7 separate regions of the Mus musculus genome follow, and regions 2, 3, 4, 5, 6 and 7 are each linked to region 1. A link is a contact called in public HiCAR-type and promoter capture Hi-C data. All regions are on one chromosome and are shown on one strand. Each heading gives the region's core, a stretch centred on a gene start, on an enhancer-like site or on the middle of the called end of the contact. The rest is flanking DNA. Distances are from core to core; before and after follow the strand shown. Region 1 holds the start of Ccne1 (cyclin E1). Region 2 holds the start of Rhpn2 (rhophilin, Rho GTPase binding protein 2). Region 3 holds the start of Cep89 (centrosomal protein 89). Region 4 holds the start of Nudt19 (nudix (nucleoside diphosphate linked moiety X)-type motif 19). Region 5 holds the start of Rgs9bp (regulator of G-protein signalling 9 binding protein). Region 6 holds the start of Pdcd5 (programmed cell death 5). Region 7 overlaps Dpy19l3 (dpy-19-like 3 (C. elegans)).

Region 1 (2,957 bases), core at 256-2,755:
CCACTTTGACTTCCAGAAGAGAGTCACTGGGAGCAGAGACAGGCTTACCCCGAGGAAGGTCCCCAGAGGTATTTAGACCCCGCCTTTCACACTTCTACAACTTGAGTACAGGTCTTTCTTTGCTAGCAGTCAATGTGCTCAAGGCATTCGTCTCAGTAGCCTGTATGTTCCACAGACCTGGGTCAGTGTGGGTTTCTTTTCTCTCTTTCTTTCTTTCTTTCTTTCTTTCTTTCTTTCTTTCTTTCTTTCTTTCTTTCTTTCTTTCTTTCTTTCTTTCTTTCTTTCTATATCATTTACTAACATAAGGGAAGTGACCCTTTTGGTCCAAGATACAGAAGGGGCAACGGGATAAGAAAACAGAGTGAACAAGAGATTGGAAGAAACAAGTGCTTTGCCATAGTTTAACACTGGAGGGGACGTCCTGGGGAAAGGTACGCCGGAGAGGAAGTGGTTACCAAAGACCTTCAAGTTTTCCGGAAGCACAAACAGCTGGAATGGGTCAGAAGAGAGTAAAGCAAGCTCTGAGGCTCTGGGGTGCGAAAGGGCACCGGATGCTGGATCCAGCAGCTCGGGCGGAGGGCTGAAGGTCAGGTCTGGGGTGGGTGAGGGTCACTTCACGTTTGTGAGGCATGTGCATACTCTGAGGTTGATGAAAACACTTGGAGTAAAATTATAGGCTGGAGACTGCCTCACCTCATGGGGACCTAAGGGTCAGAGAGGCTTTCTGCAAACGGGTTGGGCCCATGTGTGCTAGAGGCACAGAAATGTGCTTGGGTAGCCTAATGAATGAATGAATGGGTGGATGAATGGACCAGAAACACTGACAGGTTAAAGGACCTGCTGCTGGTCCACAGGAGACCTAACAGCAGCAGCCTGAATGCTGGTTCCGGTCCCAGGAGCCACAAGCTGTTGTGACCTTGGGGACACCCACGCGCCGGACTCGGCCCGGAACTCTGCGTCTCAGGGGCGGGGAGGACGAGTCAGGAGGGACAGTGCGCGCGCGCGGGAGACCGGCGGATGACGGGTTCTTAACTCCGGGCCCTCCCGTGCCTCACTCCAGTCAAGCCCGGCCGCCGATCATTGCGATCTGCCCTGCTGACATTCCACTTGGGCGGCCCATGCCGCTCCTCCCGGCCCCGCACGCTCAGAATCCTTCAGGCGCTCGCGCCAAGATTCTCCCGCGTCAGCGAGCCCGCCCCGCAGCCGCGCGCGCCAGACGACTCTCCCGCGTCCCGCCCCGCGCAGGCCCCGCCTACCACGTCCGCACCCCGCCCCCGGCGCGCAGGCCCTGACATCTAGCCCCACCCCTTTAGTGCATGCCACGCCCGTAAAAGAACACGCCCCCCGGGAGGCCACGCCCCCACCAGAGCTCCTCGCTGGTCCGCGCGGCGACGGGGCGGGCCCCGGGCCTGCGGCGGCCGCTGAGGGGCTCGCAGCCCTCGGGGCGGGGCGCGAGGGCGGGACGGGGCCGGTGCCGCGCGCTGGGATTTTTAAATGTCCCGCTCGAAGCCGGGCGCAGGAGCAGCCGGCTCGACAGCCAGCGCGGTGTAGGGGGCAGGCGCGGATCCCGCCAGCGCCGCGCGCTCGGCCGCCGCCTCCCGCCTCCTGCTTCCCGCTCGCCGTCGGCCTCCTGCCCGCTCGAGCGCGCCTGCCTGCGGCGGACACAGCTTCGGGTACGGGCTGCCTGGACTCCCGGGACTCCCGGGACTCCCACGACTCCCAGGCGTCCGGACCGGGTCCGACCAGACCGGACCGGGCCCGGGTGGGGGTGGGGCGAGGCCGGGTCACCCGGTCCCCTGAGGTATCAGCTCGGGGTGCCCCGGCCGGGGTGGCTGTGAGAGACGGGTCAGGGGTAGGTGTAGAAAGGGACACTGAGGCAGCCCCGGCCCCGAGGACGGTGATGGAGCGGGGGGTCCTCTTGAAGGGCGGCTGGGCCTCCATCCCCAACCTCAGGTTCGGACCCAGGGTCGCAGGCTGCTGGCGGCGCCTGCGGGTGACAAGCCACCCGGGCCCATCGGCCATTTTCCCGGCCGGCCTCCGGGCCCAGGAGGCTCCCGCCGCCGCCGCCCGCGCGGGAGGGGGGAGGGGTGCCCGGGACGAACTGGAAGACTCAGGTCCCCTCTGCGGGCCGTGCTCACCACGATGCTTGCTTGTTGTCCTCCCAGGTCTGAGTTCCAAGCCCAAGTCCTGAGCCATGCCAAGGGAGAGGTGAGTGGCCTCCCTGCTGCGGGAGGGTAAGGGTGAGTAGCGGTGGGGGAGGGGCGGCCTGAGTTTTTGGGGAGCAGCACCCCATGACACCATGCCCTTGCAGAGACTCGACGGACCACAGCAACATGAAAGAAGAAGGTGGCTCCGACCTTTCAGTCCGCTCCAGAAAAAGGAAGGCAAATGTGGCCGTGGTGAGTACAAAGGATACAGGTTGGGAAGGGGACAGCCCACCCCCCCTTCCATCTTACCTGGGTACCAAATTTGGTTCTTCTTACCTACTAGTGAAAAGAATTAGTTGAGAGAGAGGTTTCCTTTAGTTGAATGTCGTTCATGACCTAACAAACATTTCCCCCTTTTTCTCTTGTGTTTTTTGTCTTTGGGTCGCACCATGTGGACCCATGGTGGACCGGGATTTTTTTTTTTTTTTTTTTTTTTTTAGTTTTTGCAAGACCCAGATGAAGAAATTGCCAAGATTGACAAGACTGTGAAAAGCGAGGATAGCAGTCAGGTAGGTCTGCTGCCTACAGGGTATTCTGCCTCCTGGGTTCCAGGTTTTCTTTCTTCCAACTTTCCCAAAACAGAGCTGCAGGCCACATGGCTGAACCTCTGAAGCTTGTCAATGTGGCCTGGTCTCAGTTGGGCCTGGGGTTGTGGGAGGGGTTTGTGTTTCCTGAATGGCACCTTTAAGGTTACAGGTACTGATACCTGGAGGAACCAGAGTGAGTGTATAATTTGGTCCTTTCTAAGCC
Region 2 (2,957 bases), core at 125-2,624, 2.8 Mb after region 1:
AAATGCCACACATAATTAGAAGTTATAATCCTGTAATTCCATGATGACATCTTTCAACTTAAATATACTTTAAAACTTTTTTAAATGCCAAAAGGAACTTTAAAAATTGCCCACTGTCCCCACCTGTCTCCAGATTTCCCTCTTTTCTATTACTACTTCACGTGTGAGCAAAAGTTCTTTAAGATGCCAGAGTCCCGCGGGAGAAGGAAGCTGCCAAGCCCATTTACGAACAATTAAGAATTGATTGCTCTGTGGGAAGCAGTTTCACTTCCCTATTCATGACTGCTCGCTGCGCCTTCGATCGTATCAGTTAGAAAAATATCCACGACAATCTCTCAACCCACCAGGTGATCCTTGGCCAAAGTCCAAAAGCTATTTTTAGACTCTCTAGGGACCCAAGAGGAAGGTGAGGAGTCTGTCACAGTGATTCGCACCTCTAAAGTGCCTTTGAAAGCCAGCAGCTGTTGGGCAATCCCAGCACCGCTGTGGGCGCCTAATGGGGTCGCTTTTGAGGAACTGAGTTCCAGGGCGAAAGGCAGTCGCATTAATTGCCCAGGAGCGCCAAGACGTGCCAAGCGCGCAGAGTCCAGTCTCGCCCTCTCGGTCTCTCGGACAACCAAATACAGATAAATCCACTTTGGAAGAGTGAGACTCCGGTTCTCTGGCTCTCTTGGGCGAGGACAAACGAAGGGGCACGCCCGAGGTCCCCTTGCAGCATCCACTCTCCCTTACCAAGAAGTCGAAGGGGGCCAACGCTGAAAGCACTTGGGAGGCAAAAGAGCAAAACTCGCCCTCCAGATGCACCATGGCTAAGCGCTCGGGTGGAAACTGAGCTGCGGTATAAGTGCAGAGGGACCGACCGAGCTCGCCAGCGTGGCCAGGAGCTGGTCCTTTCCCCACCAGCGCGAGAAGCCTGGCAGGGCCATCCGGATCACCTCCCCAGGTTCCCACCTGCGTGTGGCTTGCCTGTGCACCTGCACGCCCCAGCCCGGCTGCCATCTGCTCGGGGCTCCAAGCCCCGCGCAATCAATCCCCTTTCGACCCCCCTTCTCCGCCCTTCGGCCCGCACCAACTCTGCGGGTCTCTCCCTTCTCCTTCCCCTCCCCCTCCAGTCCAAGCCGACCCCCGCCTCAAGCCCCTTCAGCACGCTCCGCAGTTTGCCAGGACAGAGAGAGAGGGTCTGTTGACTCGCCACTCACCTTTCGAAAGTAGTCGTCACCCTCTTTCTCCAGCGGCTGGGGAGCCGCGGGTAGCAGCGTATCGGTCATGCTGGCAGCGCGGGAGTCCAGGGTGAACTGAGGTGCAGTGGCTACTAAGGGCCCCAGGAGGCGCCGGGACCCGCCCCCGCTCCCGCCCCGACCAGCCAGCCGCCCTGCCGCCCCGCCCGAGCCCTAGAGCGCCAGATATCTGGAGCTCCGCCCCTCTTAGCAAGACCTGGACCTAGGCAGATCCCGAGCCTGGAACTCAGTTCTGCCACCTAGGCCCCGCCTTCAGCCTCCCAAGAGGCGAATCCCAAGCCCTACAGTTCCGCCCCCCGCATTTGCAGTCCTCCTGCATCCCAGAGTGAGCCCCACCCCTGATCTCTGGAGCCACGCCCCATCTCGCCTAGGCCCCGCCCCTCCACCATCCAGTCCTACCGGAGGCGGATACCTAACTCTGTAGCCTCGCCCCGCTCAACTAAGGCCCCGCCCACAACACGCACGGTCCTCCTCCAGCCCCGCCCGAGGCTGAAGCCAGAGCCCTGAAGCCCTGCCCTTGATTGTATAGACCGCGCCCCTGCCCCATGCAAGTGTTAAGTGCTGTCTGCCGCGAGTCTAGAATGGAGCTCTTGCTGAGCCTTCGATCTTAATCTGAGTGTTGTTCACAGCTCACTACCTTGTGAGCGTTAAGGTGGCGCAGCCAGCGGGATCGGGGTTTCAGCAAACGTAGCGAAACCCAAATTCGCCCTTTCTCTGGAGCCCTAGGAATAGTAAATGCAGAGAACTAAATACGTTTGCTTTCCCACTCAGGGACGCGGACATTCATGACCAGTTCATTCGCTGCTCGGAAGCTTTTAAAGGCTCTGGCCAGGAAGGACGGAAAGCTGTTTGCAGGAGAGGAGGCCTCCGAGCGCTTGGGTAGCAGAAGTCGTCGGGAGAGGGGGCCACCTACTGAGCAGGCTTTGTGCACAGGAATTCTGCAGGTGTCTTTAAGGATGCCAGAGTTCCCAAACTCGGTTTTCTCAGTTCTCAAGCCCAAGTGATTTTTTCTCTGGCTGGTCTCGTGTTATAGGTATCGATGTGGTTAGTACAGGAGTAGCAGGGGGTTCCTTAGGCTCGGGGTTCGCGGAACCTCCTACTGGAGAGTAGGTAAACTGGCGTCGGATATTGGTAGCACATCGGGCTACATCTGCAGGAGCCTAGAGCCCCCAGCCTGTAGACTCCTTCCTCACCGCCGCCACCACCACCAAAAAACACCTTTGTCTTCTGCCTTTGGAGGTCTGTGGGTCGCAGTGTAAACCTCAGATTCGGCTTTCAAAACTAACCAACCGTTTTCATGCTCTTTAAGAAGTGTTTTAGGGGCCAGGGGCGTTTAATTTCAGGACTCAGGAGGCAGAGACAAGCGGGTCTCAGAGCCAAGGCTACACAGAGAATCCTTGTCTCGAAAAACAAAAACAAACAACAAAAATGGTGTTAGTATGGCTGCAGAGGTGGCTCAGAGGATAAAAGTGCTTGCCGCTCAGCCTGACAACCTGAGTTCCATTCCCTGGAACCCATAGGGTAGAAGGTGCAAAAAAGAACTTCCACAGGTTCTCTGACCTCACACGTGCGCCATGGCACATGCATTCCCCCTCCAACCCCCCAGCAAACACACAAAATAAATAAATGTAAAAACATCGAAAGTAAATAAATATATATTTAGACGGTTCGAGAGGTTTAAAATAAGTTCTTGAAAATAAACAAAAGCAACAGCTTAAC
Region 3 (2,957 bases), core at 242-2,741, 2.7 Mb after region 1:
TTTAGCATGCACAGGCCCTGGCTTCCACTCCCAGGAAGAAAAGAGGAAGGAAGGAAGGAAGGAAGGAAGGAAGGAAGGAAGGAAGGAAGGGAAGATGGAAGGAAGGAAGGAAGGAAGGAAGGAAGGAAGGAAGGAAGGATGGAAGGAAGGAATGGAGGAAGGAAGGAAGGAAAGATGGATGGAAGGATTAACTTAAATTTGGTGCTTCATATTTAGTAGGCACCAACTGTACCCAATCCTGAAATCTGAGATCTTCCATTGAAGGTACCACACCCCAGACAAGTCCACTGATGCTCAGAGAAGCCATATTAGTGCATCTCTGAGCAGAGGTAACCACAGAGCGTAATAGTCTAGCCCTCTACTTGTGGCCTTTTGGCTAGTGTGATCAGTTCCAGGATTCAGGACTTGATGGTCAAGCACGGGCGTGACCCTCGGTGCTGCTCATCTTGGGACTTACCTGGGCCTCTCTGGAGAAGGGTTGGGGCTCCGAGGAGGGGGTGTGCGTGGCACCGCTGGCTTCGGAGCGATGCTGGCTGCGGGGAGGAAGCCATGGATGATGTGGTTCTGCACAAATGAAACCCAAGGCAGGTCACCGGGAGAAGATCACCTTGCTCCTGGGCCACCATCACCTCCCAAACTGAGGTCACTCTAGGGATCCGGCCCCACAAGAGTCTTTACACACACACCTGCCGCTGTTCCCAATCCCCATTGGTGAGGCAAGGGCACTCACTGGGGCACACCATCATGGCTATCCGATTCATTCACACCTCCCTGCTCACGGCAGCTTTCCTGACCGATTTCAATTGTCAACTGAACTGGGCTAATCTATACCTACCGTGTAATGAAGCACACCTTTGGGTGTCTGTGGGAGGGCTTTTCCAGAGAGGATTAACTAAGTGAGCTGGGCTAATATACCCTAAATAGGAAAGGAATCAACTCATGGGGGAAGTTTTCTCCAAGACAGGAGTGAACTCCCGGCTAAGAGGAGAATCCTGACAGGGAGGCCAAGATTCCTGTCTGTGGCAGGCTCTGGACATGAAGGGTTCTTTGGAACATTTAGTCTGGGTTTCTGGAATTTAATGCTCCCTGATAGCGATCCCGCCTCGCTCCTATCTCAGTCTTTAAAACCTGCACATGAAGGCAGGAGAGATGGCTCAGTGGTTAAGAGCATGGTCTGCTCTTCCAGAGGTCCTGAGTTCAATTGCCAGCAACCACATGTTGTCTCACAACCATCTGTAATGGGATCTGACACCTTCTCTTGCTATGCAGGCATACATGCAGATAGATCACTCATATAAATAAATCTTTTTTTTTTTTAACCGCACTCGAAGGCCTGGAACTACTCACGAACTGGCTCCGGCGGTTCCTGCGGAAGCTGAGGAGCATCCTGGCTGAGAGCTGAGGGCTGCGGGTTGAGCCGCCAGGCGCTGGACTAGCTGGAAGGTAGACCCCGCAGCCTGCACAGCTCCCCACAGCCTAGCTCCCGCGGACCCCCGACTTTACAACAAGCATGTCTCACATTGGCTCTGTTTTGAGTCTCAGCCTATCAGAGTCAATTTTACTGCCACCCGTTGCTCTTGACAACCCAGCAAGGCGTCATTCAAATTCCAGCCAGAGAGGAAGCAAGCTGAGACTTCCGTTCGATTATTGGCTATAGTAGACGCCCATCTTTTACCTATCACCCAATAAAACGCTGGCCAGGGCGGTCAGAATTTTAAAGAGGGCTCCCGGGCTGTGGGAACCCGGAAGTGGCAGGGCCTCAGGTGAGGTCCACGGAGATTCTAGACCCCGGCGCAGTGAGCTTCCCTGCCTTTGTAGCCCTGGACAGGAACCGAATAGAAGGACAGGGACCGAATGGAAGAGCCACCGTAAGCGTCCTGTTAGGACACCAGAGCTAAGGGAGGTGCTTACAAAGAGGGACGGAGTCACTCAAACAGAAATCTCCCGGGTTTAGCTCGGGGTAGTGGCGCCCGGCTGTCATTTTAGCACTTGGGCTGCTGAGTTCAAGTCCAGCTGGAGTCAACTATCAGTACAGAGCCAAGCGTGATAAGAAGACCCAGTCTTATTTTGAAAATAAATAATCTCTTGAATTCAGACTTCGGTTGAAGTAGCTCAGTGCCTGAAAATCCACTCTACAGATCCTGTCAAAGAGGTCCCGACTTCGTGTAGAACTGTGTGCAACAGCGCCTGCTCTAGTGAGACCTTGCATTTTCCTCATTTAGACCAAAACCACGGATGGAAAGGAACCCGCCTGATGGGACCGGTCCGGTCCACGTGCCACTAGGACATATTGTGGCTAGTGAAAAATGGCGCGGGTCCCAACTGGCTCAGGAGATGCAAGGTCAGTGAGCTGTCTTCTGTCATACCCCTTTCTTCCCAGCACGTTAAAAGAGAGAGTGAGAGAAATGCTGGGTATGGTGATGTTCCTTTGCAATCCCAGCACTCCTGAGACTGAAGTAGGAGAATCATTGCGTTAGAGACCAGCCTGGGGCTACATAGCAAGTTCAAGGCCAGCTTGGGCTATGAGAACTTGTCTCAAAATAGTTACATAGACTAAAATGAAAGGGGACTGGAGAGAGAGCTCCGTGGTTACGAGGACTGGCTTATCTTACAGAGGATCGTGGTTTAATTCCTAGCACCCACATGGTGGCTCAAGGAGTCAGACTCCTCCCTCTTCTGGCCTTTGGGGGCACTAGGCTTGCACATGTGCACAGACATATGCGAGCAAAACCTACATATAAATCTTTGGGTTTTATTTTATTAAAAAGGAGGTTTAGGACAGGTGGTGGTGGGTCACACCTTTAATCCCAGCACTTGGGAGGCAGAGACCGAAGGATCTCTGAGTTCAAGGCCAGCCTCATCTACAGAGTGAGTTCTAGAACAACCAGGGCTACACAGAGAAACCCTGTCTCAAACCAACAAAAAGCGGGGTGGGGGCTAGAGATGGCTAGATCCCC
Region 4 (2,957 bases), core at 123-2,622, 2.6 Mb after region 1:
TTGCAGCTAAACCTGATGACCCAGGACATACATTGTCTTCTGGGCGCCACATGCATTCAATGGCACTTGCATAAGTAAGTAATAAGTGTAAAAAAAAAAGTTCCCATAATGACACCTGGGCTCTATAATAGATTTAGAATAAATTTCAGCTCAAATTTCCCGTGTCAGTGCCAAGAGCATCAGTTTAGACAAGGGTAGTCTGTTGGCTCACAGATAGACGGCGGCGGCAGGTTATCTTACTAAGGGCAGATACTTCTCAACCTGTGGCCCCATTTTCTGTTTCTGGAGATGCAGTAAGTACACAGACAGCTCCATCTTTAGACAGGTTAACATTAAAAATAACCAAAGTCAACTGCAAAATGATGAGGCTGGCACACACCTTTATTAGTCCTAGACTTGGGGAGGCAGAGACAAGCAGATAGATCTCTGTGAGTTCAAGGCTAGCCTGGTCGTCTACATAGCAAGTTCCCAAAAAAGCAAGACTACATAATAATACTTTCTCAAAACTAACAAAAAACATCTCTATAGCCCCAAGAATACAGCCTAACTCATCCGAAACCCTAAAAATATGTGATCAGTTAGGATGGGATTTACAAGAGTTGGTGACTGAGAGAGAGCTGCAAAAAGGGAGACAGAAACAAGCTGTTTCCAAAAAACAAAATAGAAGTGCAAGTCCTCCAGCCACTTAAAAGTTGGAGAGGAAGCCAGGCAGTGGTGGCGCATGTCTTTGATCCCTGCACTTGGGAGGCAGATTTCTGAATTCGAGGCCAGCCTGGTCTACAGAGTGAGTTCCAGGGCGGCCAGGGCTACACAGAGAAACCCTGTCTAAAAACAAAACAAAACAAAACAAGAAACAAAAACAAAAAGAAAAAGAAAAAAGGAAAAAAGGTTGGAGAGGAGGGGGAAGCATTGCTAGTCTAGGATTAAACATCTCCCACGTAGAAAGAGAACTAATCACACTAAGATAATTTTCCCTGATCCTCAGGTGCTCAGGCAATAACAACATCTACAACTTAAGACAGACTACCCCAAGGGACAGGGACTAGCCAAAGACATTCAAACTACAGAGTAGTTAGTCTAACTTGGCATCTGATCCACCCATTCGTTTATTAGCATGGTTCAAGAGAGCTCCAGACACCTTGGAACCTCCTATACAGGCAACAGGCCAGCGTAGGGGACAAAGTCCTAGTCGTTTGCGTTTAGTGGGAAAGGTTCACAACTAGAAATTATTTTCCACTCCACACTGGCACCCGTGCTCCCAGAGGCTGGCTGGTGACTGCAGCAGCTGTGACAGGGCTGTGACAGGGCGAGAATGACCCTGACTGAAGCGCAGGGCATTCGAGGAGGTGCTCTGGCGCGGGAATCACGCTCCTCCCACAAGTAAACCTCCGGAAGCCGCCAGGCCGGATTTTTCAGGCCCTCAACATTTATAGGGCTTCTGGACACCACTCTACGACCCGGCCACTTCCTAAGGGGGATCTGAAGGACGCCGGCCATGAGCAGCTCGAGCAGCTGGCGGCGGGCAGCCACCGTGATGTTGGCAGCAGGCTGGACCCACTCGAGCCCGGCCGGCTTCCGGCTGCTGCTTCTCCAGCGAGCACAAAACCAGCGCTTCTTGCCCGGCGCGCACGTCTTCCCGGGCGGCGTGCTGGACGCGGCCGACAGCTCACCCGACTGGGTGCGTCTGTTCGCGCCTCGGCACACGCCGCCGCGCTTCGGCCTAGGCCCGGAGCCCCCTCGGCAACCCCCCTTCCCCGGGCTGTCCCACGGCGACGCGGACCCCGCGGCGCTGCCCGATGACGTAGCGCTGCGCATCTGTGCCATCCGCGAAGCCTTCGAGGAGGCGGGGGTGCTGCTCCTGCGGCCGCGGGACGCGGCTCCAGCTTCTCAGGAGCCCAGTCAGGCGCTGTCGCCTCCGGCCGGCCTGGCCGAATGGCGCTCGCGCGTGCGCAGTGACCCGCGCTGCTTCCTCCAGCTGTGTGCGCACCTAGACTGCACGCCTGACATCTGGGCGCTGCACGACTGGGGCGGATGGCTCACCCCGTATGGGCGAACCATCCGCCGTTTCGACACCACCTTCTTCCTGTGCTGCCTGCGCGACATTCCGCGCGTGGAGCCCGACGTGGCCGAGGTGGTGGGCTACCAGGTAGGGGTCGCGGGACCCGCCCCCCGGGATGCGCTGAGCCTTACCCCAGACCAAAGGCGCACGTGCGTGACCTTGCTTTAGGCTCTCAAGGACTCAACTCTCACCCTAAGCGGGGGCGCGGCAATGCTCCCAACTGCCTGTTCTGGACACTTCCCAATTCACTTCATGCCCTAAATCGTTTTCATTCGGGTTTCTAGAACACATTATAGGATTTCAGTCATTAACTTTCTTCTTCCTTCTTCATCTCTTCCTGTTTCTCTGTTCCCGTTTCCTTCGTCTTTCGCTTTCTCTCTCCTTTCCCTTTCCATCTTTCTCCTTTTTCTAACCCCTTTCTCTCTCTGCATGCGCACGCGTGGTAGGTGTGTGTGTGTGTGTGTGTGTGTGTGTGTGCGCGCGCGCGAGTTGGTCTGTCTGTCTCCCTCCATCCCTCCCTCCCTTTCTTTTTCGTGTCACTTGCAATGCACCAGGCACAGTTAGTTAGGCTTCAGGCCTAGGACCCGAGGTCTTGAGTGTGCCACCGCTTCAAGTTCATCTTTTATTTATGCAAAAAAATGTTTTCAACTGCCCGTTATTTTCCTTTTTGTAAAATAAACAAAATGACTTATTTTAAGTTGTGTTCTGGTGTGAGAGTATATGCACGTGAGTGCAGGTGCCCATTGATGCCAGAAGTGTCTAATCACCTGGAGCAGGAGTTGAGGAAGGTTGTGAGCTACCTTGAATGGGTGCTGGGCACTGAACTCAGGCCTTCTGCGGGATGCTTCCTCTCCAGATCTCAGTTGAGCCAGTCTCTCGCGCCACTCCCTGTTTCTTG
Region 5 (2,957 bases), core at 306-2,805, 2.5 Mb after region 1:
AATGAAACAGAAATCCCAGCCACTGAGAACTCTGTCTGTCCAGTCTCACTAGCCCTCTTATCCCAAGCCTCTCACTCCTAGATGGTGATGTGTCACTTGCTTCCCCTGCCACCCACCCCGCCTTGAGTGTCCAGGTCCCCTGGAGCTGGAGGAGAGGCTGGAGGGGCACCGCCTGGCGCGCGCGCATCTGGGCAGTCCGTTTTCAACCAAGAAACCGAACACACTCTGTGTGGTTGTACGTCTCTGGGTACCTGAGTTTTCCATAAGTCTTCTCTACATACAGGACGAGAGGACCTCGCCACGTGTAAAGCAGGCAGGGATACCCTTTCCACTTTCAGCCCCGGCGGAAACTCAATCAGCTGGCCTAGACCAGGATCTGAACACACAGCCTCCTCCCTCAGTTTGGTCACCGGAAAACCTCCCAGGCCACATGGCCTGGGAGCGACAGCTCTGCCCACTGCCCCAAGTCCCAGCTCCGGGGGACCCAGGCCTGCCGTGGTGCCACAGGAACAGATGCATTCTCCGCGCCGCCTAGGCATCCCTCTGGACCTAGTGGACAACGTGCGCGCCGCGATGCGGACCGCAGAGGAACGGGAGAGCTGGGAGGCTCAGCCCGCCACGGGTCCGGGCCCCTGGGGCCCATCAGCCCAGCCTGGGGCTCCCCTTCAGTGCAGGGAACCCCTCCCCCTTCCTCTCCCAGGCCCCGCCCGACCTCGGCGTTCCCCAGAGTAGGGAGGCGCTGGAGGATACCCGCAGAAGACACTTACTTAAGAGGCTACATAGTTTCACCTCTGTGCTACGACAGCACCTCCCGGACCCTGGGCTGGGACCTGAGTGCCCACCACCCGGGTGCGGTGGCTCCACTCTTCAGCCTACCTCTTTACTCCGCCGTTGGGCGGAACCCTGCTCCAGTCTGTCCAATAAGAGGTCGTTTTAGTCGAGACTGACACGTAAACAGAGCAATCATTAAGTCTAGTTCAGTCGGAGGTGGGGCCCAGGCGACTCCGCGCTTCCTACTCAAGCTAGCCCCGCCCAGAACCAGGGAGTGCGCGTGCCCAGAATTCGAGAGGCGGGACCTAAGGAAGATCTGATATTAGGGGTGGGGTCCAAGCTGGGCCCCTGAAATGGGGTTAGACTGTGATGAAGAAGAGAGCTCCAACTAAGTAACAATCCTACCCGGTCGATCGCCCGTGCTACTGGTGATGCAAACTGGAGGTGCCCAGACTTCCGAGCCACCCTACTCTGTTGCCTACAGGGTCTAGTCCCTTGGTCCTTTCCCTTCACTAGCATGGGCTGCGATAAGCTAAGCATTCTTTCTACCGAGTCTCACTTTTCCTCGTCTGCAAAGTAGGAAAAAAAAAAACCTTGAATTTGTAGGGCGCTAAGGTTCCAGAATTATCATGGTAGGGAGAAGAGGGAAAGCCACACTTGATCTACCTGGGCTGGGCCCCGCCTACCCCTGGCCCGGGGGCGGGGAGGGGGCGGGGGGGGCGGGCGGAGGAAGCCCCGGGCCTGGACTGGTGGCTGGAGGCGTGTCCTAGGAAACTGGATCCTGCTGCCCTTGGCCGGGGCTAAGGCGCGCGGCTCGTCTTGGAGACTTGGGGTCGATCAAGGATGGGGTCTTCACTCTGGGCTTCTCAGGGAGCCGCCGTGAAAAAGAAAGTGGTGCAAAGACACTACGCGTGACCCGGAGCGCGTCTGGGGGAAATGGAGGAGCGGATGGGGAGAAGCTAACCAGACTACCCCAGCCGTGGGGACGCCGGAGGCGCACCTCAAGGGTCCCTGGAGAGCTCTGTTGAGAACAGCGGCGAGGACATGAGGAGCTTTCAGTCCGCCCTGCTCAAGGCTGGCATCAGGGCTGGAGGCGACCTACGACGTTGAAGGTTGCAAGTAGGGTACCGCCGGAGGGCAGCGCCATGGCCAGAGAGGAGTGCAAGGCGCTGCTGGACGCGCTCAACAAGACCACAGCGTGCTACCATCACTTAGTGCTTACTGTGGGCGGCTCCGCGGACACTCAGGACCTACGCGAAGAGCTGCAGAAGACCCGCCAGAAGGCGCGGGAGCTGGCCGTGGCCACCGGCGCCCGGTTGACCGTCGCGCTCCGGGACCGGAGCTTAGCTACCGAGGAGCGCGCGGAGTTTGAGCGGCTCTGGGTGGCCTTTTCAGGCTGCCTGGACCTGCTCGAAGCCGACATGCAGCGCGCACTAGCGCTGGGAGCCACCTTCCCGCTGCACGCGCCGCGCCGGCCACTTGTTCGCACTGGGGTGACGGGCGGCTCCTCTGCTGTAGCTGCGCGCGCCCTGAGCGCCCGCAGCCTGCGGCACGAAGCGGAGAGCGACTTCGATGTCGCCGATCTGCCCCAGTTGGAGCGCGAAGTCCTCCAGGTGGGCGAGATGATTGACGACATGGAAATGAAAGTCAACGTGCCCCGCTGGACTGTACAGGCGCGACAAGCGGCAGGCGCCGAACTCCTGTCCGGTGCCAGTGCCGGCGCGTCCTCAGCCGGTGGCATTTCGGTAGAGGAGCGCGCGGGCCCCTGCGACCCCAGCAAGGCCCTGGCTGCCACCGTTTTCAGCGCCGTGCTGTTGGTGGCTGTGGCCCTCGCCTTATGTGTGGCAAAGCTGAGCTGACTGATATCCAACGGTCGTCCGCTGCCCCTTTTCTTTCCAGGGCATGGGCTTCGGGTTTGAACCGTTAAGGAGAGAGGTAGTGAGCCTGAATGTGTGCATATGAACATGATCCTTTCAAAGCCCACCTCTGCCTGGGCAAAACGTGTTTTGTTTTTTAACATGCTGGCCCAAGAGGAGTTAACAGCACAGGGCGGCCAGGCCATTACCTCTAATGTCTGTAGGAGCTTTACCTCCTATTAATAGAAATCGGTCCACAGTGACCCCAGGTCCCTCTGAGTTTGATGGGTTAAGACGTATGTCCCAAGTTTGGTGCCCTCACGCTGGTTG
Region 6 (2,957 bases), core at 291-2,790, 2.5 Mb after region 1:
GGCATCTCTTATAAAGGAAGGCATTTGATTGGGGCTGGCTTATAGGTTCTGAAGTTTAGTCCATCATCATCGTGGCAGGGAGCATGGTGTAGTGCAGACAGGCATGGTACAGGAGAGGTCGCTGAGAGTTCTGCATCAATAGGCGAGCAGCAGGGAAAGTAACACTATGGCGTGAGCACACTTGAAACCTCAGAGTCCCAGAAAAACACTTCCTTCCAACCGAGACACACCTACGACAAGGCACACCTCCTAACTGTGCCACTCCCTAAGAGCCTCTGGGGGCCATTTTCTTTCAAACCACCACAGTCCCTAACACAGCAATTCCATCCATAGATACATATTTAAAATAACTGAAGGCAGGATTGCAGGCAGGCATTTGAACACATGCATTGATAGTGGCTTTACTCACACTAAGCAAAAAGTGAACAAGGTTAAACTGATGAATACATCTAATGTGCTTTGTACAGTAAATATGTTCAGCCAGGAAATAATGAAATGGGGGAGGGGAGAGCTTGTTTGGTTGGAGCCAAAGTCTCACTATGTAATGGCAAGCTGGTCTTCAATTCCAGATCCTCCTGCCTCAGACGCCCCTGGATTGGCCGACTTTAAAGGCACACACCCACCAAATCCAATCAAGAATGAAGTTCTGTCTCATGGTACAACATGGATAAAAAACTTGAAGGTGGTATATGATTGGTCAAATATGCCAGCCATAAATAAATAGTGCTTGAATAGGCAATTTTATACAGACAGAACATTGTTTTGTAATGGGAACCAGGGATAATAAATAATTTCTATTTAGTGAGTGGGTGCCAGTTTGTAATGATGAAAAATTTATAGAGAGTAGCCATTGCTCAACAGGGTGGATGTAGGTATATGGGCTAGAGGGATGGCTCAGTGGTTAAAAGTGTGTATTAGTCTTCCAGAGCACCAGAATTCGATTCTCAACCCAATATCAGGTGACTCACAGTTGCTTGGAACTCCAACTCCAGGGGTCCAATGTTTGTCTCCTCAGGCTCACTCATCCCTTACCTCCATATATATATATAATGAAAATGGTTAGATGTATTTGGAAAAATTAAAATACATATACCATAAGCAAGTCACAGGATTGGAGAATTGAGCAGTTTTTTTTTCCACCCACTCCATCCCTTACTGGGACCCTCACTCCAAAATCAGGGTGTGTGTGTGTGTGTGTGTGTGTGTGTGTGTATTGCCATAGTTCACACACACACTCACACACACAGCATCTTCTCAGCAAAGGCCCTTGGGGGTTGGGGTAAAGCAGACAGGGCGTCGACTAAGGAGTTTACACCTTGCAGAACTGCGCCATTGCCAGTCCTAGGAATCATTAGGGTGGGGCGTGTTAACGCGCAGTTCAGAGCCTGGGAACCCACAAGCGCCCTCTTAGAGGTTCTGCCCCTTTTCCCATCGCAGGATCGGTCCTCTGCAAGGCACCCTGGCCGAGGCCCGGCAGCCCCAACTCGGCACTCGACTTTTGATGCCTGAGCATCACTCGCGTCTGCGCAGTCGAAGGCGCCGGGCTCGAGTCTCCGGCCGAAGCGATTCCAACCGAGTGTACCGGAGGGCGGCTGCGGCTGCGCGACCCCCGACGGCCGCTGCGCCTGCGCGACGTGGGACAGCCGCGCCATGGCGGACGAAGAACTTGAGGCGCTGAGGAAGCAGAGGCTGGCCGAGTTGCAGGCCAAGCATGGAGTGAGTGAGCGAGCGGGCGGGCGGGCGAGGTGACGCCCTCGCCCCAGGCACAGGCTCTCGGCGTTTGCTCGTGGGACCCCGGCTTCCGCGTACCCCATGGCAACGTGTGTGTGCCCACGGGGATGGGGGTGTCCCCGGAGGTCACCGCCGCCTCCTCGGCTGCCGTAGGGTCCCGCGTGAGGCTTGTGCGGGTTGGGGTGTGCGCGCCTTCGAGTCACCCCCCACCCCACCCCCCAAGTCTCGGTTTTCGCTGCCGTCGAGCCTCAGGCGATCCTCGCCGGGATTGGGGTGTCCTCGGATTGGGGGGGGTCTTGCCGACCGGAAGCCCGCGCTGTGTAGAGGGGGATCCTCTGAGCTCTGGTGCGGAGGACGCCGCTCTGACAGCGCCTCCCCGGGCGGGAGTCGAACCGCGGACTCCAGAGATGGTGCTCAGCCCCTGCGGTGCCGGCTAGGAGGGAGTAGCGGGTTGTAAACTTGCCTTGGGACAAACGCTAGTGGTGGTGGGTGACCTCAGTGGCAAGCATTTGAGCCTTTGAGCCAGCATCTTTCGTGCCAAGCCAGGGTCTCTTTTTTCCAGTCTTCTCACTGGTTAAAAATAGGGCTCCATGATACCGGGGCCTTTTCAGGAATGTGTGCGTTCTCAAACATTCTTTTAGATTGTGACTTGAGACGCTTGGGAAATGTGGGGCTGGGAGTGGGGGTTAGCCTGGGCCACAGTGCTTACCTAGCATACACAACACCCTCTCTTCCCTGAGTTCCACCCTCAGCCCTTATTTAATAAAACGAACACAACATTGCAAATGGAAACTGACTTATTGATTTTTTTTTTTTTTTTTTTTTTTTTTTTTTGGTGAGGTCCAGTTTCCACCTCGGGAACCTATTATAGCAGAAAGAATATCGAATAAGCCCTTTATTTTTGTTTTCATTTATTTGGTATTTTACTTTATTTTGAATACGGTCTCTGTTTATAGCCCAGGCTGGCCGGTAACTTGAGATTCTTGTGTCTCCTAAGTGCTAACTATGGTGACAAATGTGCCTCACCCCACCTTTCCCTGACCCATGTGTTCTTCTCTCTTCTTTTGAAGTTCCACTCCATTAAAAGGTAAAAATTATTTTTTTTTCAGGATCCTGGTGATGCAGCCCAACAGGAAGCAAAGCAAAGGTAGGGCTGGAACTAGAACTTTCTGGAAGAGTGGTTTCATAGATTGAGCTTTTGGCTTTTATTTAGTAGTTGGAATTGG
Region 7 (2,957 bases), core at 324-2,823, 2.4 Mb after region 1:
TGCTTTCATGACTCTGTCCCTGCTGAAAAGCTAGATCCTGCACATGAGGAAAACATTGTCTCCATCCTGTCTTGCTCCCTGTCCTTCTGGTCCCCTTCCTCTATCCCACATAGCCAGCCCTTCTGCGTCTGTGTGTCATGGGTGTTCTATGTTTCGATCTTCATGTGAGGGAATGCATATACTGTTGTTGATCTTTCCAAACCTGGTTTATTTCACCCAGTGGTCCAGTTGGACCACTCAGAACTCTGCAGTTTTGTTTATTGTTTTAAAAAAAAACTTTAAAAATATAAAGCTAAGTGGCTGGGGAGGTATCTCAGTGGTTAAAAGTACGTAGTTCTCTTCCAGAGGACCTGAGTTTGATTTCCAGTGCCCATGTCAGGCAGCTCACAACCAGCTATAACTCCAGCTCCCTGGGATCTGACACCCTCTTCTGGCCACACTGGGCATCTGCACCTTTGTGGTGTATACTATATGTATTATATAAGTGTGTGTGTGGTGTGTAGCCAAGCATGGTGGTGCATGTCTGTAATCCTAGCACGAGGTAGAAGCACAAAGATCACTTCAGTGATAGCCAGCCTGGGCTACCTAGTGAGATCTTCTCTCAAAATATAAATCCCCTTTGCTTTCCAAGCTTAACGAATATAAAAACAAACTCCTAACTCCCCTCTGCACACTCCACCATTCCAAGCTCTTAAGTTACAGGCCCGGAGCCCGCCTCACCTATGGGACAAGGAGATGCGCCCTCTGATACCCACCTCCTGCCCTTCATACCTGCTTCCCCTGTACTTCATCTGCACTCAGGCTGCCACACCCTCCTGGTTGTTCTTCCTGGTGCTCCTGTGAGGCTCCGTATCATTGCCTTTCCCTCTGGAATCCACTCAGCCAACAGTCACCTCCAGATCTCTGCCCAGACACCACTTCACCAGCATCCACACGCCATCCTTTTTTTGAGACAGGGTCACACTCTACAGACCTGTCTGGCCAGGAACTCACAGAGATCCATCTGCCTCAGCCTCCACACCCACGCCCAGAAATGTTTTTCAGATTGATTTATTTTATGCGTGTGAAGTGTTTTTCTGCATGTGTGTATATGCACCAAGTGGTGACAGTGGAAATCAGAGGACAGGTTTAGATCCCCTGGAACTGGACTTAGGTTGTGAGCTGTCATGTGCCTTTTCCGTTGTTTTCTATGTACTGATTTTGTTGTTTTGGGTCCAGGACTGGATTCTTAGACCTCTTGTTTCCACCCGTTCAAAGCGTGTATGGCTCTCCCAGCTTCTCCCTAGTCTGTTTTTCTCGGGCTTCTGTTTCACCAGCATCTGCATAGGTTTCATGTTGCAGGATTTTCGTACTCCTTCAAAGCAAGGTGTCCCTGGAATAAATGGGGTTAATCCGCAGATGCTGCTGGTGGCTTCTGGGCAGGCCCAGTGGAGCCGGTAGAGCCTGCAAGACTTAACCTTCTCACCAGCCTGCTTGTCAGCTGTCACGTGTCACAGCTTTAGTCAACTCGAGGGCAGGAATCCCTCCATCCTAACAGATGGATGGGAATTTAACCAGACAATAAACCATGTACGTGCCATAAATATGTTTGCCAAGGGCATGGTTCCCAGTGCGGGGCTCTGCACAGCTGTCTTCCCGTGAACTCCCCGATTCTTGGTGAGATGATTTGTTAACTCTGAAACAGCATTTCAGAGAGTTAATGGGTCGTTGGCTTCTCCATTCCCAGCAGCCTAATTATCGGGAGATGGGAGGGAACAGTTTTTACCAACAAAAGTTATTGATGTGAGATTTTTAGAAATGAACTTGCTGTGTTCCTGAGCTGAGTGCCATTATCCTCAAAGGGCCTGAAAACCTTTCGGGCATTGCCAGCATCACGCTTGCGTGCCCTCGGGTACAGATCATCAACTGTGAACAGTCCTCTTACTCTCCTCTTTTAGTACTTACAATGTTATCCAAGCTGCTACTGAGATGTTTTTAGGGATGCAGATCTTTGAAAATACAGTTCACAAGGCTGGAGAGATGGGTCAGAGGTTAAGAGCACTTACTGCTCTTCTGGAGGACCTGAGTTCAGTTCCCAGCACCTATACTGTCAGCTCATAGCTGCCTGGAACTCTGGCTTCCATTGCTCCAACACCCTCTGCCGGCTCTGCAGGATTGTGCGTGTGAGTGTGTATGCACACATCCACACAAATGAACAAGAATGCAGTTCATCTGTCTTTCTGCTTGCTTCTGTTATTATCGTCAGACACATTTTTATTCTTCCACCAAATACTGCTCCCCATTTATGCAAATTAAAATTAGAAGTATTGGTCCACTTGGCGCTCTGCAGAGGGTAACTACCACTGATGTACGTTTTCATTGGCGAGATCCACCAGACAAAGTATAAATTGCTGTAGAACTGGGGAAGCGTTTGAACGAGGCAGATGTTCTCTTAGCATGAAGCAGATGTAAAACCTGCGAGTGTCTGTCTAATAAAGGATAGCATTTGGTTCTAGACAGCTGGTGCCAAGATTACCAATTAATCATGTTTGAATGCGTTCTTTACTAATTAGATCCCTCTTTGGTTTTTACTGTTCTGGGTATAGTAAAGAGGGGGAAGGGCACGAAGCCTTCCACTCTTTATACTTTGAATAACCCCTCTTCTTTTATAAGCCTTTGTTTTCCCCCTTAGAGCTCTATAGGAAATGAAGCCCAAAGCTGTGAATGACTGAGCTGGCTCCCCCCCCCCCCCCCCCCCGTGACTGTAGGTTCAGAGTTAGGATGCTCTGTTAAAGGCAGTAGCTAGCACTGTGAACGCGCAAAGGCAGCTGGAGAAAAGAGGAGTGTAATTACACTTAATGTGGGCTTATTTTTGTTTTATTTATTTATTTATTGCATGGACAAAAGCTAGTATTTGCTCAGTTAACATCAATAGGCAGTCTCCATGGTTATTTGACTGGGTGAGAATTTGAACTGTG

The links. Promoter capture Hi-C pulls out the DNA fragments that hold promoters and counts their contacts. HiCAR-type assays count read pairs that join an accessible place to other places. Capture Hi-C pulls out chosen DNA fragments and counts their contacts.
Region 2: a contact with region 1 is called in a HiCAR-type map of astrocytes, with 13 times the contacts expected there. The contact joins the promoter of Rhpn2 here to the promoter of Ccne1 in region 1. A contact is called at or near these places in 8 of 39 promoter capture datasets (the 3T3-L1 cell line, cranial neural crest, frontonasal cranial neural crest and 5 more), 3 of 115 datasets of contacts at active chromatin or transcription factors (astrocytes, embryonic forebrain and large pre-B cells) and 1 of 9 other capture datasets (liver).
Region 3: a contact with region 1 is called in a promoter capture Hi-C map of adipose tissue, with 4 times the contacts expected there. The contact joins the promoter of Cep89 here to the promoter of Ccne1 in region 1. A contact is called at or near these places in 2 of 39 promoter capture datasets (cranial neural crest and hippocampal neurons), 1 of 115 datasets of contacts at active chromatin or transcription factors (astrocytes) and 1 of 9 other capture datasets (adipose tissue).
Region 4: a promoter capture Hi-C map of second pharyngeal arch cranial neural crest shows a contact between it and region 1. The contact joins the promoter of Nudt19 here to the promoter of Ccne1 in region 1. A contact is called at or near these places in 9 of 39 promoter capture datasets (the 3T3-L1 cell line, the C10 cell line, the HPC-7 cell line and 5 more) and 1 of 484 Hi-C or Micro-C datasets (B cells).
Region 5: a contact with region 1 is called in a promoter capture Hi-C map of liver, with 6 times the contacts expected there. The contact joins the promoter of Rgs9bp here to the promoter of Ccne1 in region 1. A contact is called at or near these places in 7 of 39 promoter capture datasets (cranial neural crest, embryonic stem cells, frontonasal cranial neural crest and 3 more), 1 of 484 Hi-C or Micro-C datasets (CD4 T cells), 5 of 115 datasets of contacts at active chromatin or transcription factors (acute myeloid leukemia, astrocytes, embryonic forebrain and 2 more) and 2 of 9 other capture datasets (adipose tissue and liver).
Region 6: a contact with region 1 is called in a promoter capture Hi-C map of adipose tissue, with 3 times the contacts expected there. The contact joins the promoter of Pdcd5 here to the promoter of Ccne1 in region 1. A contact is called at or near these places in 7 of 39 promoter capture datasets (the C10 cell line, cranial neural crest, hippocampal neurons and 3 more), 2 of 484 Hi-C or Micro-C datasets (the G1E-ER4 cell line and embryonic stem cells), 4 of 115 datasets of contacts at active chromatin or transcription factors (craniofacial prominence, embryonic stem cells and large pre-B cells) and 1 of 9 other capture datasets (adipose tissue).
Region 7: a contact with region 1 is called in a promoter capture Hi-C map of hippocampal neurons, with 11 times the contacts expected there. The contact joins the enhancer-like site here to the promoter of Ccne1 in region 1. A contact is called at or near these places in 6 of 39 promoter capture datasets (the 3T3-L1 cell line, the C10 cell line, cranial neural crest and 3 more) and 4 of 115 datasets of contacts at active chromatin or transcription factors (astrocytes, forebrain, large pre-B cells and 1 more).

The regions. Positions count from the first base shown.
Region 1 is chr7:38,106,038-38,108,994 of GRCm38.p6, reverse strand. Ccne1 (cyclin E1) reads left to right here and starts at 1,505. Exons shown (of 12, transcript NM_007633.2): 1 at 1,505-1,673; 2 at 2,166-2,208; 3 at 2,312-2,399; 4 at 2,648-2,716. The coding sequence starts at 2,195.
Region 2 is chr7:35,332,654-35,335,610 of GRCm38.p6, reverse strand. Rhpn2 (rhophilin, Rho GTPase binding protein 2) reads right to left here and starts at 1,374. Exons shown (of 15, transcript NM_027897.4): 1 at 1,200-1,374. The coding sequence starts at 1,268.
Region 3 is chr7:35,395,597-35,398,553 of GRCm38.p6, reverse strand. It overlaps Cep89 (centrosomal protein 89), which reads right to left and starts at 1,491. Exons shown (of 19, transcript NM_028120.3): 1 at 1,348-1,491; 2 at 458-564. The coding sequence starts at 1,386. Faap24 (Fanconi anemia core complex associated protein 24) reads left to right here and starts at 1,787. Exons shown (of 4, transcript NM_178643.5): 1 at 1,787-2,341. The coding sequence starts at 2,236.
Region 4 is chr7:35,554,343-35,557,299 of GRCm38.p6, reverse strand. Nudt19 (nudix (nucleoside diphosphate linked moiety X)-type motif 19) reads left to right here and starts at 1,372. Exons shown (of 3, transcript NM_033080.2): 1 at 1,372-2,146. The coding sequence starts at 1,496.
Region 5 is chr7:35,584,180-35,587,136 of GRCm38.p6, reverse strand. Rgs9bp (regulator of G-protein signalling 9 binding protein) reads left to right here and starts at 1,555. Exons shown (of 1, transcript NM_145840.3): 1 at 1,555-2,957. The coding sequence starts at 1,917. The coding sequence ends at 2,630. It overlaps Ankrd27 (ankyrin repeat domain 27 (VPS9 domain)), which reads right to left and starts at 890. Exons shown (of 29, transcript NM_145633.3): 1 at 768-890.
Region 6 is chr7:35,646,065-35,649,021 of GRCm38.p6, reverse strand. It overlaps Pdcd5 (programmed cell death 5), which reads left to right and starts at 1,540. Exons shown (of 6, transcript NM_019746.4): 1 at 1,540-1,716; 2 at 2,841-2,878. The coding sequence starts at 1,651.
Region 7 is chr7:35,732,442-35,735,398 of GRCm38.p6, reverse strand. The region is part of intron 3 of Dpy19l3 (dpy-19-like 3 (C. elegans)); the gene reads left to right. Among named protein-coding and RNA genes, the nearest start is that of Dpy19l3, 21 kb to the left of the region's middle. Within about 2 kb of position 1,573, at least 10 of the 459 cell types and tissues checked have an H3K27ac peak or open chromatin away from gene starts, as enhancers often do. A contact at or near this core is called in hippocampal neurons, where this site is marked.